Linked DNA regions of Zea mays: regions 1 and 3 are each linked to region 2. A link is a contact called in public Hi-C data. All regions are on one chromosome and are shown on one strand. Each heading gives the region's core, a stretch centred on a gene start, on an enhancer-like site or on the middle of the called end of the contact. The rest is flanking DNA. Distances are from core to core; before and after follow the strand shown.

The links. A called contact is a pair of places that touch in the nucleus more often than the background predicts.
Region 1: a Hi-C map of tassel shows a contact between it and region 2, with 2.5 times the contacts expected there. The contact joins the enhancer-like site here to the promoter of LOC100216974 in region 2. A contact is called at or near these places in 3 of 25 Hi-C or Micro-C datasets (ear, leaf and tassel).
Region 3: a Hi-C map of bundle sheath shows a contact between it and region 2, with 2.3 times the contacts expected there. The contact joins the enhancer-like site here to the promoter of LOC100216974 in region 2. A contact is called at or near these places in 9 of 25 Hi-C or Micro-C datasets (bundle sheath, ear, leaf and 4 more) and 1 of 3 datasets of contacts at active chromatin or transcription factors (seedling).

Annotation. Positions count from the first base shown.
Region 1 is chr1:236,625,627-236,629,457 of Zm-B73-REFERENCE-NAM-5.0, reverse strand. It overlaps the pseudogene LOC100274809. Among protein-coding and RNA genes, the nearest start is that of LOC100282510, 30 kb to the right of the region's middle. Within about 2 kb of position 2,112, at least 18 of the 20 cell types and tissues checked have an H3K27ac peak or open chromatin away from gene starts, as enhancers often do. A contact at or near this core is called in ear, leaf and tassel, where this site is marked.
Region 2 is chr1:236,554,343-236,558,066 of Zm-B73-REFERENCE-NAM-5.0, reverse strand. It overlaps LOC100216974, which reads left to right and starts at 2,033. Exons shown (of 8, transcript NM_001317379.1): 1 at 2,033-2,330. It overlaps LOC100286228 (mitochondrial import inner membrane translocase subunit TIM16), which reads left to right. Exons shown (of 4, transcript NM_001159116.2): 3 at 239-369; 4 at 463-835. The coding sequence ends at 591.
Region 3 is chr1:236,459,865-236,463,400 of Zm-B73-REFERENCE-NAM-5.0, reverse strand. No RefSeq gene overlaps it. Among protein-coding and RNA genes, the nearest start is that of LOC100192558, 21 kb to the left of the region's middle. Within about 2 kb of position 1,355, at least 19 of the 20 cell types and tissues checked have an H3K27ac peak or open chromatin away from gene starts, as enhancers often do. A contact at or near this core is called in bundle sheath, ear, leaf and 4 more, where this site is marked.

The sequences.
Region 1 (3,831 bases), core at 863-3,362, 71 kb before region 2:
CCACCTTAATTTTTTTAACCTCTTATACCTAGGTTTAGGTACACACCAAAATAAACAATTTTTTGTATAGTTAGCGTGGACAAATCTAATAAAAACTAGGTTTTGATCTATTTTTCTGTCGACGCTTCACTGCTCAGTCCACTCTTCACCTGAGCCATTTGATTCTCTTCCCTAGCGCAAGCCCAGTTGTGGCTCACTCGCTTCTTCGATCATCGACTGACCAGTAAGTCGGTGACCTAACCCGCCTGCTGCAGCGCACCTTGCCTTCTCATCACTCATCAGCTCGTCGTCTCGTCAGGATCCTATAGACAATGTTGATATTTTGACTCCTAGTCCGCACCAGTAGATGGGCAAGTTGTTGGTGGGACCGTGGCGTCACCTGTCCCTCGCTGACTCATTAGAGTCCCATCGCGCCGTTGCAACACGACAATGGGTGTCGCTTGCCGTCACCGTCATCTATCGCTACCTTGCTTCCTGCACTCGCTCCTCCTAGCTGTCGTCGTCTCACCAACACCATCTCACGACAATTTCGATGACTCGCCAGAACGACGCGCCGATGCGGCTGCTCCGCCCTAGTGCCTCGTCCTCAGTCAGTGCACCTATTTTTTTTCTCTCTAGCTCTCCTTTTGGTAGCCAAAAAAGTTTTTTGGTATTCATATCATTTTGGAAACACTAGATATTATCATTAATCTATATTTATGGTCTAGTCTGGTGATTTGTCTCTTGCACTTTCGGCCCCACCTAGAATTTTGTTCTGCGTCCGCCACTGCCTCATGCAGTCCTCGCACATCTCATGAGTTTTTCCTGCACATGTTGTGTTACTTGTAGCTGTACTGACACTCTTGCTATACAGGATAAATATGTAGCCGCACTCTTGTACAGAATTGGTTGATGACTATAAAATTAGCAGTTCTAGAGCTATTTGTGTTTTCCTTGATTGGTAGCTCATGCCCTGTATTCCTGGATAGAAGAACTTTGTCAAGAACTGTACAATTCGTAGATGGCAAGCTGTCTGAACTTTTATCGTAGAGCAGTTCCATTTTATAGCATTGATCTGTGTTTTCGCACGAACACCTGTGTGTCATGTGTGGCATATTAGTTGTTTTAGTTTCTTTTTCCCTATAAATCTGTAATAGGTACCAACTCACCACGTATAGTGTTCTACACGACCTTTTAATTAGCTGGTGATTACTTCCTATTTTGTGGTATCTTATGCGCACAACGCTCTTTCTGAGGATCAAACCTTCTAATCACAATTAACAGTTGGGCTGTCCTAGTGATAATACCGCTGAAGGCGCTGTTTTCATATTCGTTGACAGTAGGTTTACATACGAGTGTCCAGTGAGTACATCTGCTGATGTGTTTGTTTAAGGGTTTTGTGGGCTTTCTATAAAGTTTGTTGGAAGCCATGTTAGGACCATTGATTGATCGGTAACCCCTTTGTTGATGAGTGCAATGTGTGAAAAGAAAATTGTTGCTCCTCGGTTCAATCCCTGGCAAAAAGAAGAAAAATGACAAGCGCTGTTGACTGTGTTGAGATCCCTAATTCATTCGTGCTTCATAGGTTGATTCTATAATGTCTTGTGATGTATATTTGTAATAATTGATGAACTCCATATTTGTGCGTTTTCTGTTTTTTAGAAGAAAAAAATATAATTGTTCTCATGTCATATAGTTTTTTGTGCAGCCATGCACTATTCAACACGGTAAGGGCTCGTTTGGTTGCATGATAAATTGGAGGTAAGAATCCTCTCCAAGTCCCACGCGACCAAACAAGCCCTAATGAATTTGTAGTGCGGCTGCTTAATTCACATGCGAGAGCCCACGGATTCATATACTTAGGGCTTGTTTGGATAATTTTGGATTGGAGTGGATTGAGGTGGTATAAGGTGTATTGAAGTGTAATATAAACTAATTTCCCTTTCAATCCCTAAAATACACTTCAATCCACTTCAATCTCTCTTTATCCAAACAAGGCCCTTTGCTTACTTGTCTGGTGGGCAACGCTTGCTGTGATGGCCATTTAATAGAGTAGGATCAGCCCGTGGAGTCGAAACGGATCAGAGGTGGATCGGATAGAGCTGAATAAAATCAGTATGGGTTAGAGTGGTATTGGGCTCAGTCCCAAATAGCCGATACGGTTGGAGTGGGGTTGGGGGTTGGATCCTGACCCATTATCAGGCCTTATAACTGTCTTATCTTTTAGATACATAACCACACATTATTATATATTTTTTGTAATATCTAACTAACTACAGATCTATGATTGTACTGTGTGGTACACAGCTCTTACTAATAGGAACAATTTTCTGTATATCCTGGTGCACCATCAAGTATTCAGCGATAGCAATTAAAGCATGGGAAAATGAAGTGCCACATGCCATTCCATACCTTTCTGTTTTGCTCCTGTTCAAGGGTCAGAATGTGTGTCTGCTTTCGATGAGCAGAGTTTAGGAGTCCCCTGTATCTGGAAAAGGAATACGTGTTCTCTTCTTCATAAAACCGTCAATGGCACAGGCTGGCTGATGGCGCTAAGAATTTACTCTGAGCTATCAGCATCAGCCACCGCTCTCACGTCGGTGACTGGAGTTTGCAATCTCTACTACTTATTAAGTAAGCAATAGTAGTCTGCCTCTGACGTGTTCTGCCGTTCTGCCGTCTACGTGTTCTGCCATCTACGTGCGCCCCCAGGGCCAGCAAAAATTTACACGTACTCACGAGTTGAATCTAGATAGTTCAGCCACTAAACACATAACAACAGAGTTCTTATTGTTGCGTCCGAGCCAACGCTTATAAGCCGCTCTATGTCTCCTTTACTAGCCAGTATGGTACTAATTTTTTTTTGCAAGACACAACACCACAGCAGTACCGGCGCTCTGGGCTGAAATTTTGGTGCGGCCCATACGTTTGGGGCGGCCCATACTCCACCGCAGCAGTCTTCTTCCGCACGACGTCGCGCCCAACCGCTCGGTCAGCTCGTGGAGAGCCCGGAGGAGAGTTCCACTACGCAATTCGCTACCTCGGCTTCGACATCGGCGACGTGCAGAGCCCGGAGGACATCGTCGCCGCGGAACGGCTCGTTTTTTCCCGGTGTCGGCGCCTTCGGCTCCGCCATGGACGTCCTCAACAGGACGGGCATGGCCGACGCACTCCGTGAGTACATCCAAAGGGACCGCCCCTTCCTAGGCATCTGCCTCGGTCTCCATTCTCTCCACTCGCTCCCCACACCTCTCTCTCGCCTCCATTCTCTCCACTCGCTCCCCAGTCCCCACTCCTCTCTCTCGCCCTCTTCCTCCTCGAGATCTTGCCCCACCTTCCGCATGAGTCTTGTGTGTTTAGCACGCGTCATCGCCGGTATCGGAGAAGTTGCCGTCGTCGCAGCAGTCCTTGGGAGAAGAAACTGACGCCTGCACCGCCCTGGATCCACGTTCTTCTTCCCTGTCCAGCCGGCGGTTGTGGCGCCCCCTGGCTCCTCTCTTCTTCCCCGTCCAGCCAATGGTAACGCCCCCCTTCGCGTCTCAATGCATGCGCAGGGATGGCTCGGTCCGTGCTCCACCGTGTTGCGTCGGCGGCGCCGCCAGATCCCCTCGCTGTGGCCAACACGATGTGGTCCGTGCTCGTGTTTGTCCCGGTAGCGGGAGGTGGAGTTCAATCCTGCATTGGGCCCCAGCCCCGTCCCCCTCCCTCGGCGCCCAGATCCCACACCCTACCTTGGCATTCGTAAGTTCTAGCGCGCGCTTCTCAGAGAGCTCGCGGAATTGGCGCATGAAGCGCCCGTGCTCCCCACTGATGGCCTCCCAGACGACTTTGACTGGAGGGACCACATCGTCG
Region 2 (3,724 bases), core at 784-3,283:
TTTCTTGGATAAAGCGATTCCTCGAATCAAACACCCCCTTAGTGGTTAGATTGGCTCTGCGGCATGAAACATTGTATGAAGTGGTTTTCATTGTCATCTTGCTATCGCACTGATGCTTTGATTGCTTTCCACGCACTGAGTCAACAACAGGCGGATAGTACCTTCTGAATGATATTTTTTGCTATTCATTTAATTGCTACATGCACCTCCTTATATTGTTACCTCCTACCTCTGCCAGATGCAAATAAAACTGGTGTGGCCCATGAGGCAATAAACAATATTCGTAGAGCAAGCAAAACAATGACCGAACAGGAAGCGAGGCAGATACTGGGTGTCTCAGAGAATTCGACGTGGGAAGAGATCGTACAGGTCTGCCCTTCTGTCCCGTTTCTCATTTGACGTGCTTTTATTCGGGTGCACGGTTCTCACTTCAATTCGAACATACAACTATGTGTTATGCAGCGATACGATAACTTGTTTGAAAGGAACGGCAAATCTGGGAGCTTTTACCTCCAATCGAAGGTTCACCGGGCCAAGGAGTGCCTAGAAACAGTGTACCAAAAGAACAAACAAGATGAGCCTCCTAACTGAAATCCCGCCCCTTGAGTCTGCTGTTGACATTCTTTTCCCCCTCATAAGAGAACTGTACATACCAACAACGGTCGCTGCTGTTGTACCAGTAGTATGCAATGCGGAACCAATAAGCTTTGTGTGCAGCGACTGAAACTCCTACATGTGTAAGACTGATCAGTAAGGTCTCACTGGGCTCTGGCTCGGTGGCGCTTACAACTTTGTTATTTTGCCATATGATGATTGTGCCAAACCATTATTCTTGATACTACCTGCATTGATGTGAAATCCATAATTTTTACTCTCTCCGTCCTAAAATATGATTTATTTTAGCTCTTGATGTTTATGTCTATACTCAAATAGATGATGATGAATGTAGAAATATATAAAATATATAAATCAAGCATTATGGAGCTATTAGTTGTATTATGAATCTATTAATTGTATTACGAATCTATTAATTATTTAAAACGAATTTTAATTGGCGACGGAGGGAGAACTTTTCGAATTTTTGATTGAGGGTGTCGGATGGAGACATATTGGAGGGGATGTAGGTTCGGCTTGCGTGTTGGAAACATTTGCTGTCCTTGCTGTTAGGCTGCCAAACGGGCATGTCCTCGTTTGTGAGGAAATAATGGTGGTCAGCCTATCAATCCGGCGAAGAATTCTGCATGATTCCAAAATGTTTGGTACTGGTTCCAGTGTCCGGCTGACCAATTGCGCTGTTACATTTCATTTTACGAGACTCGGCAGCAGGTTCAAAATCGTTTTTCTTATACAGCTACTAGTATATCTTTAGCCTAGGCCCAAGGGTGGTGGTCAGTCCTCAGCTGATGCTCGCTGGTCCACTGAAGCCTGATAGTGATAGCTGGTTGTGTGCGGTGTGCCCCCTTCGGATCACCAATCGTGTTTCTGTTCCAGTTCAACCGTGCAGAAAATTCAGTATCAGTCGTTTTCATCCAGCGATGTTACTGCGAGGTACGAACAGAAGGAGAAGTCCTTCATTCCCTTTCCATTTGACGGGATCGCTGGAACGGACCCCGCCGTGTTCGTGCATCGCGCTTGTCAGGATGCTATTGGTGGGCCGGGCTGCAGTGCAAGGTTGGATAGCAGCGTACGCGTCCCTAATTAAAACAGCAGCTGGGGCCTTTGGGGTGAGGCAGCCGAGGTGTCCAAGTGCAAGTGATACGAGTACGATACGTATAATCATTATCATTATCAAGTAGGGGTTACATATATCGGACGATAAATGTACGTATCCCGGGAATACACAAACACACACAGTCCAGGTAGGGCCCATGTATCAGAGAGTAGGACTAGGGACTTGTGTACACTGGTCTGGATGGAATCATACCGTGGCCCTCGTGGCCTCGTGGGTGGGACACCACACGTCCTACACTGCGAGCGCGAGGCAAGAGGAGGGGGAGAAGGCGACGCGGCGCGATCATGCGAGCGACGGCGGGCGTTTGAGCTGTTCGCCACCTACCCCTCCCTCCTTCCTTTCATTTTTCTGGAAGACTTCTTCGGCCTCACGCATCTCCTCCTCCAATCCAATTCACAAACACACACGGGCAATCAATTAGCAGAACCCGCGCCACCCCCCTTCCTCGGAGTCGGAGCGAGTCGAGGAACGGCTCGTCTGCCTCTCCCGTTCTCCTTCCTCTCCTCCCCAGAAGATCCGATCCATCATCGAGGACTCGCCGGGAAGAATCAAGGATATATAGATAATATACAAACAAAGGTTCCTCCAGAGCCCAGAGGTGCGTACGATTCCCCCCCACCCCCGATCGCTCGCTGGCTTACCTCTATCTGTTGTTCGTCCCATTCATTCGTCGTCGATGCGATACGTTTGGCCGCTTGTCTACTTTGATTGATCGTTGAGAACCGGGATCCTTTTTTTTTCCTTCTCGGGGGGTAAACAGGATCAGGAAATTCAGGATTCCGTTGGTGCGTGCGTGCGTGTGTTCGAGTCGTTGTGCACACACACACACACCAGGAAAATCTCCGCAGGCCGCAACATCTTGTCCGCCCCCATTTCACCTTCGTCTCCAAACTGGAGACGGGCCGCCGCCGTACGTCCGTCGCCTTCAGTTTTACGGGCTCTTGTTTCCGACGATCGACGCGCAGGAGCTCGGGCCCCCGCCCGTTTTTCGAGAACACGTTGCCAATTTTAGAGAAGGCGCGTGCGCATTCTTGTGCGTCGCATGTTTTCCGGAGCGTGCGCATCCGTGTGTTGCGTGCTGGAGACTGGAGAGCAAGTGGTGTTAAGGAGTAGTACAGAATTAGCAACGCGGAGGAGTTGGTGGCCGAAATGGCTCCTCACGTATGAACTAGGTCAGGCTGATATACTATTAGTTACAGAATAATCTTAATCTTGGTTAGAAGTTAGAACCCACCTTAGACAGACAGGGGTGGCTTTCTGAATAGACAGGCATGCAATAGATGTTGCCAAGCTGGTAGTCGTAAGCGTCACTGTTGCCAAGCTGGTAGTCAAACCAACCGAAGGGACTCAGCACAAGCACTGCCTAGTGCATAATCCGACGTGGCAGCGCTGCACTGGCCTGACTGAGGAGGAGCCCCTTTGTTCGCCTCTGTGCGTCTGCGCAAATTCCTCACCACGTCATCGCGTGCGTGGCGCCGGTGTTTGGTTTAGGTAATCTAGTAATAAAAGGGATTGAAATGGATTGATATGTATTGTGATAGTTTTTTGATTTATTAGGAATTTATACACTCTCCAATCCCTCCAAACCATTTCAATACTAAAGTAACCAAAGTTTAGTTTGTGACTTCGTGTCATATCAAATATTTGAATATCAATTATGAGTATTAAATATCGACTTAATTAGGTTTAATAAATTTCTATCGTCTTTTAGTCCTTATCTATGAATTTAGTTTTATAATTAGACTATATTTAATATATGTAATTATTATTAAAACATTTGATATGCTGGGTGAAACCAAACGTCAGATGCGAAGGAAAAAAAGAAAACATCTCCCGTCCCCACCAGTCATCCTGCTTTGTGAACAGTACTCTGTTCTTTCTCCACATCCTGCGCTGGGAGGGGGACACTAGTCATGGCCACTGTTTTGAGTTGTGTGGCCCGACAGTCAGTCAGTCCCGGAGTTCCGCTGCCATGCATTTGGAAATGCCTGT
Region 3 (3,536 bases), core at 106-2,605, 94 kb after region 2:
GCGCATTGTTGGAGCACGCTACGTACGTGCGTCTGTCAGCCGCCGGTAGGCTGCTGGGGCCCTCGGGGTCGCTAACGGATCGATCCCTCTCGGCCAAGAGTCTGAGAAGCGTGCGCGCCTGGCATGCACACGGCCATACAGTACAGGATCGCTACTTTGCCGTTGACCTGAACGGATCGCTAGGCGCGCTGCCGGCACCTCACCTGGGGTGGGTGGGTCGGTCGCGCGATGCACGGGCCCGCTTCACGTGGGGTTGAGAAGCGGGGGGCACTATGGCTGGCTGGCTGGAGCAGGATCGTACAGCGTCCGTCAAGTGGAGAACCTTGGTTTCTGTTGTTTACGCTCGGGAAGGCTGGATGGGATGACCGTGCAGAGTGCATGAATCCTGGCCAGTACTAGTAATTTCCAGACGGCAGTTCCGAGGGCGGTGCTCCCCAGGTTTGGGGTCAGCTCCGGGCGACGTCACGTCACGCATTGGGGTCAGCTCCCTAGGTTGCGTTGCGTGCTGCTTGCGGTCAAAACCGCCGATCCCGAGGCAATCTTTGAAACCCTGCCCACTGGTTCTTCCTGCGCAGGAGTGGTACACGAGAAGATGACCCACGCCACGCGCGATCCAAACCTCCTCCGATCAACAGCGGATGGCCTGTTCATGTATGTCTCGCGCGCGCCGCTTCCTTTCCACTGCACATGAGGCCGCAACCGCACCTGGAGCGAACGTACGCCCAACAGACAGACATGCGGGCCGGGGATCGTCCGGATCGGATAGGAGGAGGAGATCGCTGTCGTAGTGTCGTCAACAGTTGAGAGCAGTGTTCCTATGTCCGACGTACACCGTATAGGAGTACAATGATAGATAGGCCGGGTGTCCTCACCTCCTGGTGACTATTCGTACGTACGTACTAGTGTACTACCTACCACTACGGCAACAAAAGGTATGAGTACCTTGCATTGGGCGCAATCCAACATGGTCGACTGCTCCATACGCGCGCATCGTCTTTCTAATGCCGTCGTACGTCGAACACATCTGTGGCCGCTCATGATGAATCATGCACGGTACAGGACTCCGTCGTTACTCCTGTGTATATACATACACACAGTATCGTCTGACAGGCGGCTAGCCGAGCACACGTGAAACACAACCGAGACACTGCCGCGCGCGCTCGCGACAGGAAAACGTCCTTTGCAGAGACAACAACGCTACGACCGACAGCGACGTCGTACTCGTACTACTCGTACTCGAACGTGGTCCTGGCCAGCCGCCCAGACCCGACACGCCCCGGCCCGGTCTCCATACCGCTCCAGCTCCAGCCCCACCACGTACCGGTCCGACCGGCGGACCCAGGTCCCAGGACCGCGAACCGGCCATCGACACGAACACCCGCCGCGGCGAAGAACAACCAAGGCACGCACCACGCACCGGGTGCCGGCCGCTGCGCTGCGCTGCGCCCGCGCCACGCCAGCCCGCAAGGGACAGCGAGCGCCGCGGAAAGCAACGGGACGGGGAGGAGGCGTGGCCGCGTGGGGGTTGTTGTCACACCGGCGCGCGCTCGTGAATGAGGGGTCGCTGTCGGCTGCCGCCGTGGGACCACGTGCGCTTCGACGGACGGACGGGCCCTCTTGCTTGCCGGTGACGTCAGCGCGCGGTGGGGGTCCGGACACTGTTCACGGGTCAAAGGAGTCTTGGCCTTTTCTTCTCGCTCCCTCGGTTCTCTCTTCTCGCTCCTCGCTGCTACGGGGGAGGTGGTTGAGATCCGACCGTTGGGGTTAGGGATGGGGAGAGAAGAACCCGGCGACAAATTGGGAAAGGGCATTCACTTCCTACTAGTAGTTTCAACAGTAGTAGGTATAAACTTTCTAATGCAGGGTCGTCTATTTGTATAGTGCTCCAATTATCCTAAAAAAATTAAGGTAAGCTATCTGACTATCTCCACCGGTCCGTGTAAAATGCAAAGTACAGTTTTGCACTGTAGATCGCAATATTTGCAGATTAGAGCTTGAAATATAGAATAAGATAGGGTGTACAATAGGGAGTCTACTAGAGATAATCTAAGGCTCCGTTGTAAACATTTCAGTAATTTTAGTTAATAGACCAGCTAATTGTTAGTTATACCTCACAAATACCTATTAGTTGTTGATAGCTGCTCTAGCCCAGCTAAACCTAGCTAGTAACTTATTCACGGCTAACAATTATTTCTAGAGGTTTGGATCATGGCCTAAATGTTTAGATTTTATTTTTAATTATAAAATGTTTTAGATTTTCTACTGTTGGTCATTTGTTTTCCATTGCTATAGGACAAAAAAAACAAGACAACACAAGTTATAAAACGACACACCTCTCCATGTATCTCCATTCTTTTAACTCTTCTTCGAAGGGAGAAGACAAAGGATGCGCGTGTACGAATATCGACGAAGATAATACACGAATCGTAAAGAACAATGAATTCAACTTATCTTCGAATCTCCATACCTGTCGTTTTTATTCCTTATAGTATAACAAGTAATTACAAACGTACCTTCGGCTTTACACGAGATACTAGCTCGAAGGTACTTCAAAGGCTGAGGTTAACAAAGCTATGATCCCTTCAAAAATGAATTTATGCATGACACTGTTCACCTATTTATAGGGGAGAGATATAACTTCGTACAAAATTACAAGTATACCCGAGAAGTTTACACTTATGGTCTACAAGTATCGCAGGGCAATACTGTCTTTTCTCCTCCTTTCTTGCAGCGCAAGTTTTCCGATCCTTCTCCTTTCCCGCTTCATGCGCAAAGTCTTAAGACGCCGAAGCCGATTACCTCGACATGCACCTTCGCCACGCGCGCACTTGTGTGAAGCTTCTTCGCTAGCCACTTTGGCCAAAGGATGGCTTCGTTTGTTCTTCATGATGTACCTAAAACACATTTATTCAATTCGAAGGCGAGGTGTTTTGAGGATCTACGATAAAGTAGACCCCCAATATCAGTCCTACCTATACGTGTCTATCTTTTAAACCTCATTTATGGGTGGATTTTAAACATCATCTTAGGGCTAATTTAGAAACTTAAATTCCTCTAGGATTCCTGAGGATTGAGTGGTTATTTTCCCACTCAATCCCCGAGAATCTAGGACCAAACTAGCCCTTACATAAAATGATTTACATAATTGGTACGTAGTTGAATTCAATGACATGCATTCTTTATAAAAAATATGTGTTACTTAAAAACAAAGCAAGTGGACAACATGACTACTAATTAGTGAGAAGCAAATTAACCTTTTACAAGACTCATTATTTGTCTAAAATTATTTGGATATTAAGAATGGAGGGAGTAACTAGAGTAGCTATTGCGTGTTTGGTAGAGGTCCTTCTTCTCTTGATTTGGTGCGACGAAGGATTCTTTGGTTCAAAGTGGTTCTCTTGAATTTTCTAAGAGAACCCGAAGATAGAAGATGATTTTTGCGAGAAATGGATTAGAAAAAGTGTAAGTTCCTTGTTTAGTTTTGGTAATTGAGTGGTAATTTAGATGTACAAATACATGTTCATATTGAAATACAC